2 separate regions of the Mus musculus genome follow, and region 2 is linked to region 1. A link is a contact called in public ChIA-PET data. All regions are on one chromosome and are shown on one strand. Each heading gives the region's core, a stretch centred on a gene start, on an enhancer-like site or on the middle of the called end of the contact. The rest is flanking DNA. Distances are from core to core; before and after follow the strand shown. Region 1 holds the start of Traf3ip3 (TRAF3 interacting protein 3). Region 2 has its middle 30 kb from the start of Gm31753.

Evidence for each region. ChIA-PET counts read pairs in DNA pulled down with a chosen protein or histone mark.
Region 2: a contact with region 1 is called in an RNA polymerase II ChIA-PET map of memory CD8 T cells, with 13 read pairs. The contact joins the enhancer-like site here to the promoter of Traf3ip3 in region 1. A contact is called at or near these places in 1 of 15 datasets of contacts at CTCF or cohesin (CD8 T cells), 2 of 484 Hi-C or Micro-C datasets (embryonic stem cells and liver), 1 of 115 datasets of contacts at active chromatin or transcription factors (memory CD8 T cells) and 1 of 9 other capture datasets (adipose tissue).

Annotation. Positions count from the first base shown.
Region 1 is chr1:193,196,458-193,202,908 of GRCm38.p6, forward strand. It overlaps Traf3ip3 (TRAF3 interacting protein 3), which reads right to left and starts at 5,089. Exons shown (of 16, transcript NM_153137.4): 1 at 4,838-5,089; 2 at 4,436-4,541; 3 at 1,221-1,620. The coding sequence starts at 1,562.
Region 2 is chr1:193,445,183-193,451,483 of GRCm38.p6, forward strand. No RefSeq gene overlaps it. Among named protein-coding and RNA genes, the nearest start is that of Gm31753, 30 kb to the right of the region's middle. RefSeq lists an enhancer at 4,147-5,003. Within about 2 kb of position 2,674, at least 32 of the 459 cell types and tissues checked have an H3K27ac peak or open chromatin away from gene starts, as enhancers often do. A contact at or near this core is called in CD8 T cells and memory CD8 T cells, where this site is marked.

The sequences.
Region 1 (6,451 bases), core at 3,839-6,338:
GATGGTTGTTCTGGGCAGCTGTGTGGCAGCCTCATGAAGGGGCCAGAGAGACAGTGCAGTCAAGTGAAGTGCTTGCCTTGTAACCATGAAGCTCGGAACACATGTTTTGTTTTGTTTAAAAAGCCAGGCTGGTGGTGTGTGCTTGTAATTTCATTGCCAAGGAGGTGGAGCCAGGCATCTAGATCCTAGGGGCTTGCTGAACATCCAGGATAGCCTACTTAGAGAGCTCCAGGCTAGTGAGAGACCCAGCATCAAAAAGCAAGGAATGATGCTTGGAGTGGATCTTTAGTTTTCACATGTAAATTCATGTACACCCACATGAATACCTACAGACACGCGCGCACACACGCACGCACACACACACACCTGCTATATGAAGTACCTATTCTTGGTTTACAAGGATCCATTCCTCTCCTCAGTGTGTTGACACTATAGTAGGATAACACAGAGCCTGCTCTTGTGAACACTGCTCCTCTTATGCATGCTAATGGGATTTTTATGTATTTATGCAATATTAACCATGCAGACCCATGAGAGCAGAGGTGGCCTGAGTTGCCAGGGAAGGCTTCCCCAATCAGATGAGGCCTCAGTTGGGCGAAGCTGTTAGAACTGAAGTGTCACAAGAGAGAGAGAGAAGAGTGGGTGTGAAGCCTTACTGGAGAGTAAGGGTGTGTCTGTGTGCATATGTGTGTCTGTGTGTTAGTGTGTGTGTGTATGTGTGTGAGCGTCTGTGCAATGATGCATCTTGGGTTATAGAGCTGGGGATGTGGCCCAGTGGCTTGGTGAGCTCATGCATAAGGGCCTTCAGCATTAAGAAAACAGAAGGGAAGGAATCTGCCAATTATGGTACACCTGTAATCCCAGCAATCAGGAAGGATAATGAATTTGAAGCCATCTTGGATTACATAGTGAGGCCCTCTCTCAGGAATAAAAAAAAAATCTTATACTAATTACTGGCTTGAAATTGTTTGTTCAGTTATTTCCTTTCTTCCAAATAGGTAGGTGTAGGACCCTCCTCTTCAAAAGAAGTTAAATAAAGACACCACGGAATCTCTGAAAGAACAGTGATTGATGGCTAAAGGAAACCTGATTGCATGCTGAGGAAGGGACTAACAGAAACTGACTGTTAGAGATGTTCATCCTTTGTACCTTGCAGATACCGCCCTTCTCCCCCCACCCCCCACCCCCGGCCCTGGAGCAGCATTATCTCCATATCGCACCTGCTGTCCAGGGAAAGAGGCCTTGTTGGCACCAGGCAAGGACTCCTTGAGGATAGACACTTGGCCTGTTCCTCCATCTGTCTTGCTGGAGGGCCCTTGTTCCCTGGCTTGGCCTTTCTTCTCTTCTTCCAGGTTTCTCCTTTTGAGGAACTGTAGCTGCCGAGCTCCCTGAAGCCGTTCCTTGTGTTGGGTCCTCAGCACCTTCCCTGGCTGGCGGCAAGTGGTCTCATTGCGGCGGCGGCGACGGTTTTCTCGGGTCTCCTGACGTCGCTCACACTTGGCCTCATAGCTCTCAGCCCACCGAGCCAAGCCAGGGGAGGACCTCGAGTCTGAGCTGATCATGGTGGCCTCCCGAGCACCTGTTGTGTTTGGCTTACTTTCCTTGAACAGCTGCTTGGATCTGCCAGATGCCAAGAGGGAGGAGTCAGAAGATGGGTTGAAAACTGACAGTCTATCTCTCTGGGTCAGGGTGGAAGTAGCACAGGGCTCCATCCATGTGTATTAAGAACCCAAGGTCAGGACTCCCAGGCTCAATCCTGCATGAACAGGTGCAATCCGGTAAGGCCAGGTTTCTGCTTTTCTCTAGCACTGATCTCCTAAAGTGGATGGGTCTCTCTGGAGCCCCTTCTTCCTTGACTAGATGTCTCTAAGCGAGGAAACACGAAGAACTGACAGTAGCCATAATGAGCCTGCAGCCATGTGGGTGGCTTGTAGAACTGTGGACAGCCCTGCCCACTTTATCTCCCAGTCTAAAAAGGAAAGATGATGTCATCTTTACTATCTCTTGCTAAGTGACACTTCTTGAGACCTAGAAGGATAGCCACAACCCCTCAGGAAGTGACCAGGTTTGTGACTGGCACTCTCTGTTTCACTCCTAGCTCTCAGCAGCCATCTTGTGGCTCTGGACTGCCATGACCTAGGGAAACCTGCTCTAATTCCTTCATCAGCACTCCCAACTTTCCTCTTTGTCATCTACTGTGTATCTAGTGCTGGGCTCTGACTCTCAGCTGCTGATCAAGTCAGTCTGTTAGTTGAGGACCTTAAAAATGCTTGATGGTTCATTTCAGAGAATCTGGTTCAGGGACTCAGAGGGGGAGATTCTATTCTCTTAGGATCACCTCCCTGCCAGACTCAGTCTGGTCCCCAAATCTTCCATCTATCAAGCATGTGGGGTGCCTTCAACAGGAATCCTAAAAATCATAAGAAACAAGACAAGAGAAACCTATATAGTGGGAAGTCCTCAAGGAACAGTTTTCAGGACAGGTCACCCTTGATGCCCCTCTAGGTGGCCTTGCCTGGCATCCATATAGTGCCCCAAACCCTCATCTTCACCCATCAGCTATGGATTTGGCTAGACTTATTTTGGGCTCTGGTAGCCTGGTGGAACCAGGGCTGGACTCAGATGAACTACACCCCGCCATCAGAGATTGTACCCTGCCTCCTATACCCTCTGGGGTCAGACTGTGGTGATGGAGGAAGGTCCTCGTCACAGCCGCTGCCTCTTCTCTATGACCTGATTATCCCACTGCCCAGGAATTCAGTTCCTCCATGGTTTTGCAAACACTGACCCCTCATGTTTATAGGCTGCACAGACTCTGCAGGAAGAGAGGTCCCTGTGTTTCTTTGTTGGGACTTTGATGCCTATCCTAGCACAAGACCGAGTCCTGTGCAGGCTTCCTATTCTCCCTCTGGTCACAGTACTCATTCACATGGCTGTTGCTGGGCAATCTCACTCTCTGGAGGGCTCTTGTGTGACTAAGTCCTGTATACTTTTAATTATCTGACTCTAGAGGACTGGAGGGACACTCTCTGCCTTGGGCAGAGCTTTCCCCAAGGACTGAGGTGTTGTTTGCCTTTCTCTCAGGCTTCTTCCCACTCTCCCTCTGTGGGGCTCCCTAGATCTGCCACATGTCACCCTGTTTATTGAATTATGTAGAAAATGAGCCAAAAAGCCTACTTGTGTTTTGTCATAAATGAATATATAGAGGAGACTTGGAATTACATACATGTGCATCTTCAAGCCACAGCACCCGATTATTCTGTCTTCACTGAAGGAGGGGAACCCTTGCTTTGGGGCCAGACTGTGACTCACTTCTAGGTTGTCAATACCCACCAAACAGGTATGTGTGTGTGTGTGGGGGGGGGGGGGTTGCTAAGCCTCAGTGTTCTTATTTATAAGATGGGGCTAAAACTTCCCTTGAAGGGGCATGAACCTTAAAAGACAACACCCAACACCCACACCATATACCTACCACATGGCATATGATAAGCGACAGCCTTTTAAAAATAATAGATATAAAAATATTGTAGTTATCATGGCTGGCGCTGAATACTGAAAACTTGGTGCTGTGAATCAAATGCCCCAGGGAACGCCAGACTGTAGGACAGAGAATGATCAATTTTGCCCTCTGACTCCCCTACTCCCACTCTCAGTTCTGAACAGGGCTTGTAGCTCCATCTTGGAATAATTTTACTGTGGTTCCTGTAGTCTCTGAGTTTGGGTTACAAGGACAAAACACTTCTGTGTGGTCTGGATGTAATCATCAACTCAATTAGGTCAGACAGGAAGTCAAAGAACAGGTAGGTGAAGAAAGGAGATGCCATTATAAGTGTGAGGGCTTAGGCTCCCCACTGTGGGACTTACCAGAGGGAGCTCCCAGGTTCCCTACCTTCCAGACGGGAAGAAGAAAGGTCTGAGGGGTTGAGAACAGGTCTGTGAGGATGTCTCTTCCTGTTCTCCATCTATTGTCTGTAGGGCCACTGAAATATGGCTATTTTACTCTCTGCATCATTAGGTCTTAATGCTTAGGAAGTTGCAATAGGAATGGCTCCCTAGAGAGAGGAGTGTCTCCAAACCCATAGCCTTCTACACCTCCTGGGGTGTGGCGTGACACCTGTATGGAACCACACAGCCTTCTAGGATGGTGGGATCATCCTGGCTTGCTTTAACGCAAGTAGGCTATGGAAAGTCTGATGGACAGGGACAGGCTATAGAAAAAAAGGAACTGGTCCTGTAGTTCAGAAAAAGGTCACAAGGCCACTGCCCAGGATTTCTGTAGTTTCTGAGGTACCCCTGGCCAACATGAAAGGGCCTAGTTAGAGCTCGGAGGAAGGGCTAGTACTGGCTAGGGAAGGCTCTCCTTCCTGCACAGGAAGACAGCAGCACACTGCCCCTCAACTACAGACATGTTGACTTGCCACAGTTTTGCACCTACCTCCTGGCTGTGTATGCAGAGGAGATGATGGGTGGCTTCCTACACGAATCTGGCCTTCTTAGTTCAGAGTTCTCAGCGGGAGCTGAAGAGCCTGTTACAGGGATCCCTACATTGAAGGGATTGGGAAAAGTCATTTAATTTGTGTTATGGATGCAGAGCACACCAACACCAAGCCATGCAACTCACACCTAACCGAAGCCATCAGACGGAGCAGAGCTGGGAGCCATACCCTGTGGTTGCCTGAGGTCTCTAGCACAGGATGTTTTTTTGTCATACAAGCCCCATCGAGTACATTCTACCACCTGCTGCTACGCAGGAGGCTGGCATGGCAGAGCGTATTCTGCCCCACCCTAAGTCAGCAGATCCAAACCAAGATCCCAAAGCATCTTCCTCCACAGTTACCTCAAGTCCCAGGTTCTGTCTCAAGTGTCTCAGGAGAGCCTTCAGCCCTTTCTTTCTAGGTCTCTCTGGTCTCAGAAGGCTGGGGAAGCTGTCAAGCCGAGTTTCTGAAGAAGTTTCTAAACCCCCTCACCATTTTCTTCTTATACTGACGTTATTTTCGCACAGCAGCATGCTGAAACAGGAAACACAAGCCACAGTGTTCACAAACCTCAGTTCCTCTCCTTGCCCTTAGCAATTTGAGAGGGCCCCTGCACTCTTGGGGCCTCCAGGGCTGGTGAGGAAGTCCACCCAGGCACCCACTCTCCAACTACCTGATTGGTCTGCTCTCTGGCAGTTTCAGCCCAGTATTCACTTCCTCTGGTTGGTGCTGTAGCTCGGTAGGTAGAGTGCTTACTTGCCTAGCAAGCACAAAGCCCTAGACTCCACCCCCAGCATTAAAAGCCAGACCTGAAACCCCGGCATTCAGGAAGTAGAGGCAGGAGGACCAGGAGGTCAAGATCATCCATATTGAGTTCAAGGCTAGCCTGAGCTACATGAAACCCTGTTTAAAAAAAAATGTTTTTCTAGGACTACACAGGGATGAATTCTGGGCCATATCTATACCTTGCCACTTCTGTGGTAAGACCCAGGAGGGATGTTTCTCATACCATCTAGCTGTTTGGAGTCTCTTTTTCCCAATACTGGCATTGGGTAGAGTCTCCTGTGGTCTGAAGGATCTGTGTGTTTTGTGGAGTTCCAGATCCTTGAGGGCATCCTGGATTCATGTCTTTATGAGGCAGTGTGGAGGGGTGAAATATGGAGGGCTAGAGGGCAGAAGGCAGGTAGCCAAAAGAATCTGAAAAATCCCAGTGAATTGAACTAAGAAATTTTGGGAAAAATTAAAGAGAACTGATACATTAAAAAGAAACTTACAAATGGGAAATCCCAGAGCAACTCAGGATAGATAAACAGGAAACTGAGTTTGTACAAGTTCAAGGACTGCTCTGCAACCTTCTGAACAAGCCACTCAGTATGGAGACTATACAGTTCGAAATGTGTGAGGCAGGTGTGAGACAGGTGTGAGGCAGGTGTGAGACAGGTATGAAGCAGGTGTGAGGCAGATAATGATATATTCAAGTAGCTAGGATAAGTTTTGTTAACATGGAGAACTTATCACAGTCCTCTTCATGACTGCTATTTCCTCATTCTCTTAAGAGAAAAAGTCAAGAAGTAGGCAGGAAGGAAGCACGCAGGCCAGATTCTTATACTAGAACCCAGACCAAGGAGGCTCCTAGGGTGAGAAATACCCGAGAACACAGGGAGACAGGAGATTGTATCAGAATTGCCATAGATCCTTTTGGACTTTATTAAAAACTATATAGAAATGTATACAGAGATCAAATTCTTATCTATGGCTGGGTACTCTTTGGGTGCTATACTCATGCTACTGGGACTAATGTTAATGCAAGTTCAAAGTCACATAGCATGGGTTCATGAGTACATGGGTACATGAGTGCATGAGTGCATGGGTGCATGAATACATGAGTGCATTACCAGCCCAAGTAATTTATTCTAGAATAAAGCTCCAGGTACTTTTATTAGTCTACTAGTGGTATCTATCTATCTATCTATCTA
Region 2 (6,301 bases), core at 1,424-3,923, 250 kb after region 1:
CAAGAGAGACCATCTCAAGCTGGAAGATGGAAGACAATGTTCTACAAGGTTGTAACCTTATAGTAACCTCCTCCCACATACTGGGGTACTGTAGCATGAGTGCACATGCACACACACAGCTACAGATATACACACAAACACAGACAAGTAGACAGACACACAGACAGACAGACAGACAGACAGACACACACACACACACACACACACGGATGTTTCTAAGTGCCATTGAGAGCCCTTCTCCACTTCTGCCCTGAAAAGGTTACACTGGAAGGATGGCCTTCAGTAAACCAGGGAATTCTCCAGCATTTGGTCTTCTCAGCCTCCAGAACAGTTATAAACTGCCTGGCCCATGGTGTTCTGTTGTGGAAGCCCAAGGGAGGAAAATGGCTCTCTCTCTCGCCCTCTCGCCCTCTCGCCCTCTCCTTCCCCTCTATTTAGGAAATTTCCTTAAGTTACTTTTTCTTTCCCAGATAAGGTCCCATTTGCCCAGCCCAGGCTGGCTATGAGCGTGCATTGCAGCCATGAATGACCTTGAACTTCAGATCTTCCTGCCTCTGCTTCCTGAGTGTTGAAATCACAAGTGGGTACCACCACGTCCAGTTTGTGTGGTATAGACATAACCAAGGGCACGGCACAAGCTTTCTACCAACTGAGCCACATCCACAGTCCTCAAACTAACCTTGAACATTTCTGTTGAATATTCTATTTCTGCACTCATCCAAGGATATTTTCGGTTGTCTTAATTTCCCTTTAATTATGCTGTTTCTGTCTCACACATACACCTCTCCTGTGAATTTGATAATGCAAACTTTAAACTTCTAGTCTTCCTTGCTTGTCTGTTCCTTTATTGATACTCTAATTTTGGTGTTTATGTTTTTATTGGAGGAAGCCTTTCATGTTTAGGAGTTGCTGGTGATTTGCTCATAGTTACAAATGAATGAACACTGGAGTTTGAGCTAGCTTGAGACTCTGGGATGTGGTAGGGTGGGTCAATGGAAGATCCTTAACTGTCCTTTTGAGCTGTCTAGATTTTCCAAAGAAATCATATCTCAGGCATTTGCATTTTCAGCTTATTTGGCGGCATTCTGTAAACCAATTGGAGGACACAGCTGAAGGTCACAATATGCTAGAAATAAATGTTCATTTCATGCTGCTTCTAGTATGACCATCTTCAACTCTAGCTGGTGTCTATCACTCCAGAGATCTTGTTTGAATCCCTTCAGAGAGGAGCACTCCAGACTTCTGTCTGGGTAGGAGAGATGCCACACCTGGGTACTTGGGAGGAAAGATTTGTGTGAGCCTCAGGAGGTGCTTCCCACCATTGTGACAAATACCTGAGGTAACCAACATAAAAAGAGGGGAGACTTGCTCTGGTTCCTTTTCAGAGGTTTCATTCCTTGGTCTAGACAAGTTGGCACATTACAGGAGAGAGTGCGCTGTTGGTCACCGCGGCTCACCTCATGAGCAGGCCATGAAAAAAGAGGAAAGAGGTTTCAGAGTCTCTCTGTCCCTTTCCAGGGAGCACCTCAATGACCCGTAGACCTCTCAGAACCTGCCACCTTTTGGGTTTCATTACATCCGGTGCTGGTTAATTCTGATCAACTTGAAGCAAACTAGAGTCACCTGGGAGGAGGGAAACCTCCACCGAGGAATTCCTTTCATCAGCTTGGCCTGTAGGTAAGTGTGTAGGGGCATCTTTTTGATTGCTAATTGATGGAAGAAGGCCCAGCCCATTTTGGGCAGTGTGGGCCTAGGTGGTATAAGGAAGCAAGGTGAGCAAGTCTTGGAGAGCAAGCTGCACCTCTGTGTTCTCGGCTTCAGCTTCTGCCTTGACTTCCCTCTAAGACAAACTGCAACTTATAAGCCAAAGAAACTCTTTGCTCCCCAAATTGCTTTTGGTGAGAAGTTTATCACAACAATAGAGAAACAAACTAGGGCATCTCTGACCACTTCTAGCTGGGGACTAAGGCTTCGTTCGATGCACATTTAGTCTGCAGCTGGTAGCACTGTTTTAAGAGTTTCTTTTAAGAAGTGGGTTTTAGCAAGAGGAAGTGGGTTGCTGTATGGTGGGCCTGAGTTCTCTCTCTTTCTCTTTCCCTCTTTCCCTCCCTTTTTGCTTCCCCCCAAACTGCTAAGATGTAAAGTGTTCCAGTGGCATTCCTTTGCCACTGCTGTGAGCCATATACTATCCATCAGGCCTCTTGTCAGGGTGAGAAGAGTAACCAGTATATGTGACCTCAGTGAGACATGACCTCCTGTCTTCAGTTCCAGCCTCCTTCACACTCCAGAGTGGTGTCTGCTCTGTGAGTCCCCAAGCCTTTGTAGTACTGTCGGTATAGACTGCCTCACTTATGAGGTATCTCTACTGCTGGCTTCGGGTTAACATTTTGTTTGCTTAGTCATTAAGGTACGACTCTGTTTTGCAGCTTCTAACATTTTGTTGCTTGTATCATTTTGTTTCTATGCTTTTGAGAACCTGTGCTTTGAAAATCCCTTTGCAGTAATATTAACAAGGCTGCGAGAACAAGCAAAAGTAACTGCATGTTTGATCACTCCTTATTTAGAATTCTTTATTCTCTTCCTTTGGATTAAAACCACCCAGGATAGTCTAATCATAGCAGGCTTTAGTCATCTCTCTACCATCTGCACTTTCAGAGCCTTCTCTGAAGATAGATTGTGTGTGTGTGTGTGTGCACATGCATATATTTGAGACCGTGCAGACATATGCATGTACGAGCATGCCTGCAGACCCTAAAGCTACGGTTTTGCTGGATTCCCTGAGAATGTATTGCAGCATAGCAAATGGGTATCACATGTGACATATTGTAATATATGCACGGAGGTATAAAGCATACCCATGGCTTTGGCCTTAGTTCATTCCACAGAGCAAGAGGAAATTTTAACCTATAGAATCACATAGTGTAGAATTCGACAGCTTTTCAGTTGCATCAGGGTTGAGTGTTATAGGATTGGATTGGTGCAGTGGGGGACATTCAGGTTTAAAGTACACTAACTTGAAGCCTTTTGTTGCCTATCATTTCATCTTTCTCAGCCTCCATTTTCACACCTATAAGGTGGGGTGGGTGGCCTCCTGGTAGACCCCAGTGTAACCTCTTACACCATAGAATAAAGAGGTTACAGAATAAAGACTATCAAAGGTGGCTCTGAGGTTAAGAGCAGTAGCTGCTCTCCCAGAGGCCCAAAGTTTAGTTCCCAGCATCCACAATGAGTGACTTAAAGCTGTTTATAACTCCAACTTTACCCGTTGCCTTTGGCCTCCTCAGATACCTGTGATTACATGTACACACACACACACACACACACACACACACACACATGGACGGATGACAGAGGTCATCCTGGGTGTGATTCTTCAAGAGCCCTACATTGGTTTTTTTTGAGACAAGGTCTCTCACTGAACCTGGTACTCACAAATAAGGCTAAGCTAGCTGTCCAGTGAGCCCTAGGGATCCTCTTGTTGCCCCACCCCAGTGCTGGGACCATAGGCCCACCATAATTGTTGGTCTACCTCAGTGCTGGGACCATAGGCCCACCACAACTGTTGGCCCAACCCAGTGCTGGGACCATAGCCCATCATAAGTCCTGTACTGTTTAGTTTTGTCAACTTACACAAACCTAGTCATATCTGGGGAGAGGAACTGCAACTGAGAAAACACCTCCATTGAATTGGCCTATGGGTACATCTGTAGAGCATTTTCCTGATTAATGATTGATGTGGGAAGGCCCAGCCCACTGTGGGTGGTACCATCCCTAGGCAGGTGGTTCTGGACTGTATAAGAAAGGTAAGATAACTGTGGGCCTAAGAACAGCCGCTAAGCAGCACTCCCACATAGTTCCTGCCCCTGCTCCTGCTTGAGTTCCTGCCCTGACTTCCTTCAATAATAGTCTGAGGTAAGGATGTATAAGCCAAACAAACCCCTTCCCCCAGGCTACTTTGGGCCGTGGTGGTTATCACAGCAATAGAAGGCAGACTAGGATAATGTTCAACTTTTACCTGGGTGTGAGACCAAACCCAGGCCTTCATGCTTGTGTGACTTTATTGATTTTTACATGCTTTATTGGCAGTCCTGACTGAACAGCCCTTTAATGTCTTAATTTCCTCACTGCTGAGAGGAGGGACCTTGAGCATGTTGACATTTTCAGGTTGGTCCTGCAGAACAATACACGGAATCAGAATTGCTGCTTGGTAAGATGTAGATCCCCAGCGCTCCCTACTCCAGTCAGAGTCTCTGGCAGGGAAGGAACTCCAGTCTGTGCTGTAATGGCTTCCTGGGACTATGCCAGTGCCTTCCTTATCTAGCATTGTGCTGTCAAGTGGCTCTCCAGACAGACTGAAGTGCCAGTTAGCTGGTCAGTGGAGATGGCTGCCAGTGCCTGGGGTAGGAGTTGGGAGTCCTGGGATGATGATGGAAGAGTTTGTGGGATTCCATCAGGCCAGTGAGGTTGAAAGTTGGGCTTCCTTAGTCATGACAGGAGATACAAATCTGCCGGAAAAATCCATTTCCTCTTATGTCCACAAGGGGTCAGTAAAACATCAGGTCTGTCTTTGTTTAAATTTCAGAACAAAAGAATTTTGGCAATGCAGGACAGGCCAGATAAGCCTTATTTATGGCTAGCTTCCCAGCTTCTGAGCGCCTCTAAGAATCACTCTTTTCGGAGGGAAGTGCATTAGCCCACAGGCCTGAAAACTTACTTTCAACCTTTTCTAAAATAACTGTCCTGGGGGCTCCGGAAGTCACTTTAAGATAGAGAAAATTCCGAGCCTTGTATTTCCTGAGGGTGTCTCTTTAGAGTCGTTCAGGATGGCTGGGCAGCTGCTGGAGGGCCTGTAGCAGAGTTGTTAGGCAGAATAGTTGGGCAGCCACCTGAGGACCTAGGGCAGGATTACTAGCCCAGTTTTGGAGGCTCTAAGAGGCTACAATACCTCACTGAAGATGCAAAGTATTGGAACTGAGTCAGACACCATCTGCTACCTCTTTGTCCAGGGCCATCTTCATAAAACCCTGGTTGTCTTTTATTATCACCTTGTCTGAGTTCAGAAGTTTTTTGTTTTTTTGGTTTTTTCTTTCTTTTTTTTTTCTCTTGCTCAGTTTTCCTTCATTTAGAAGCACAGCCACAGGGTGAACATGGAAGGGCCTGATGTACCATTCCCTTCCTGGGCTTTTGTGCCTCCCTGACATAAGATCTGAGAGCTATCCACAGTGACTGATGCACCCCAGGTGATCGCCTAGGGGCGTAGAGCTTTGAAGGTCCTTCCTCCTGTCCCCACGCCCTCCTTCCCTCCTGTATGCTGGTGGCTAAGGACAGATGAGCTACAAATCTGTAAAGTGCCAGGTCACAGAATTCTGTAAGCGCCAGACACTTGACTCCAAGAGCTCGTAACGATCAACACTGGTAAACTCATCAATTAATTAATCAGCTTGTTTGCCAGACCTCACAAGAGGAACTCTGACACACTGGGCATTTTCCTGGGCATGGGTGTTTCATAGCCGAATATGATGTGGGCTTTGCTACGAAGGAAATATGTTTCAAGCAGAGTTTCAAGCAGAGAATGTCAAAGATAAAATCAATGGCCCTGGTGCACCATGGAGAGGGTTGTAGTGGGAAGATAAAGGAACATGACATGAAGCCTCTCCCACCTGGTGGGGGAAGAGCTGACAAATGACATTTCCTAAGCATCCATGAGAGAATCCATGTGGGGTTAGTGAGGGGTGGTTTGAAAGACAAAGTTAGGAAACCTCTCTGTACATACACCTGGGCCACATTCCCTCACAGAGCCCCTGTAGCTAAGCAACGTGGTGGCCCACCCCTATTCGACAGGATGATGTGTGTGTGTGTGTGTGTGTGTGTGTGTGTGTGTGTGTGTGCAGGCTCCTTGAGAAGGACTGAATGAAGCAAGCCTTCCTGCTCCCTCGGTCTCTGACTGCTTGTCTCTGCCCCAAGGGTCCTGGAGGTTGGGAGTGAGTCCTGAACATCAGTTCCCTGGCATCCACTCAGAGCCCAGCTTGCTAGGATTCTGGAAGACCAGGTCTAGATGGGTGCAGGTCTCTTTGGCAGAACGTGTGCTGGGAGATGACTTACAGTTTCTTATACCAGGAAAACTCCTTCCTTTTTCTCTTTTTTTTCTTACTGGGAAGCAATTTATCTAGATTTTCCCAAGCCCATTCTAGAATTAAAATGGAAACTCTAGAGTCCTTAGGATGCCCTCCCTCTGGGCCAGCTGGGTGGCTAAGGTATTCTTTGGTTCTTCCCCTCTTTAACATGTTTCTGGTACACACTG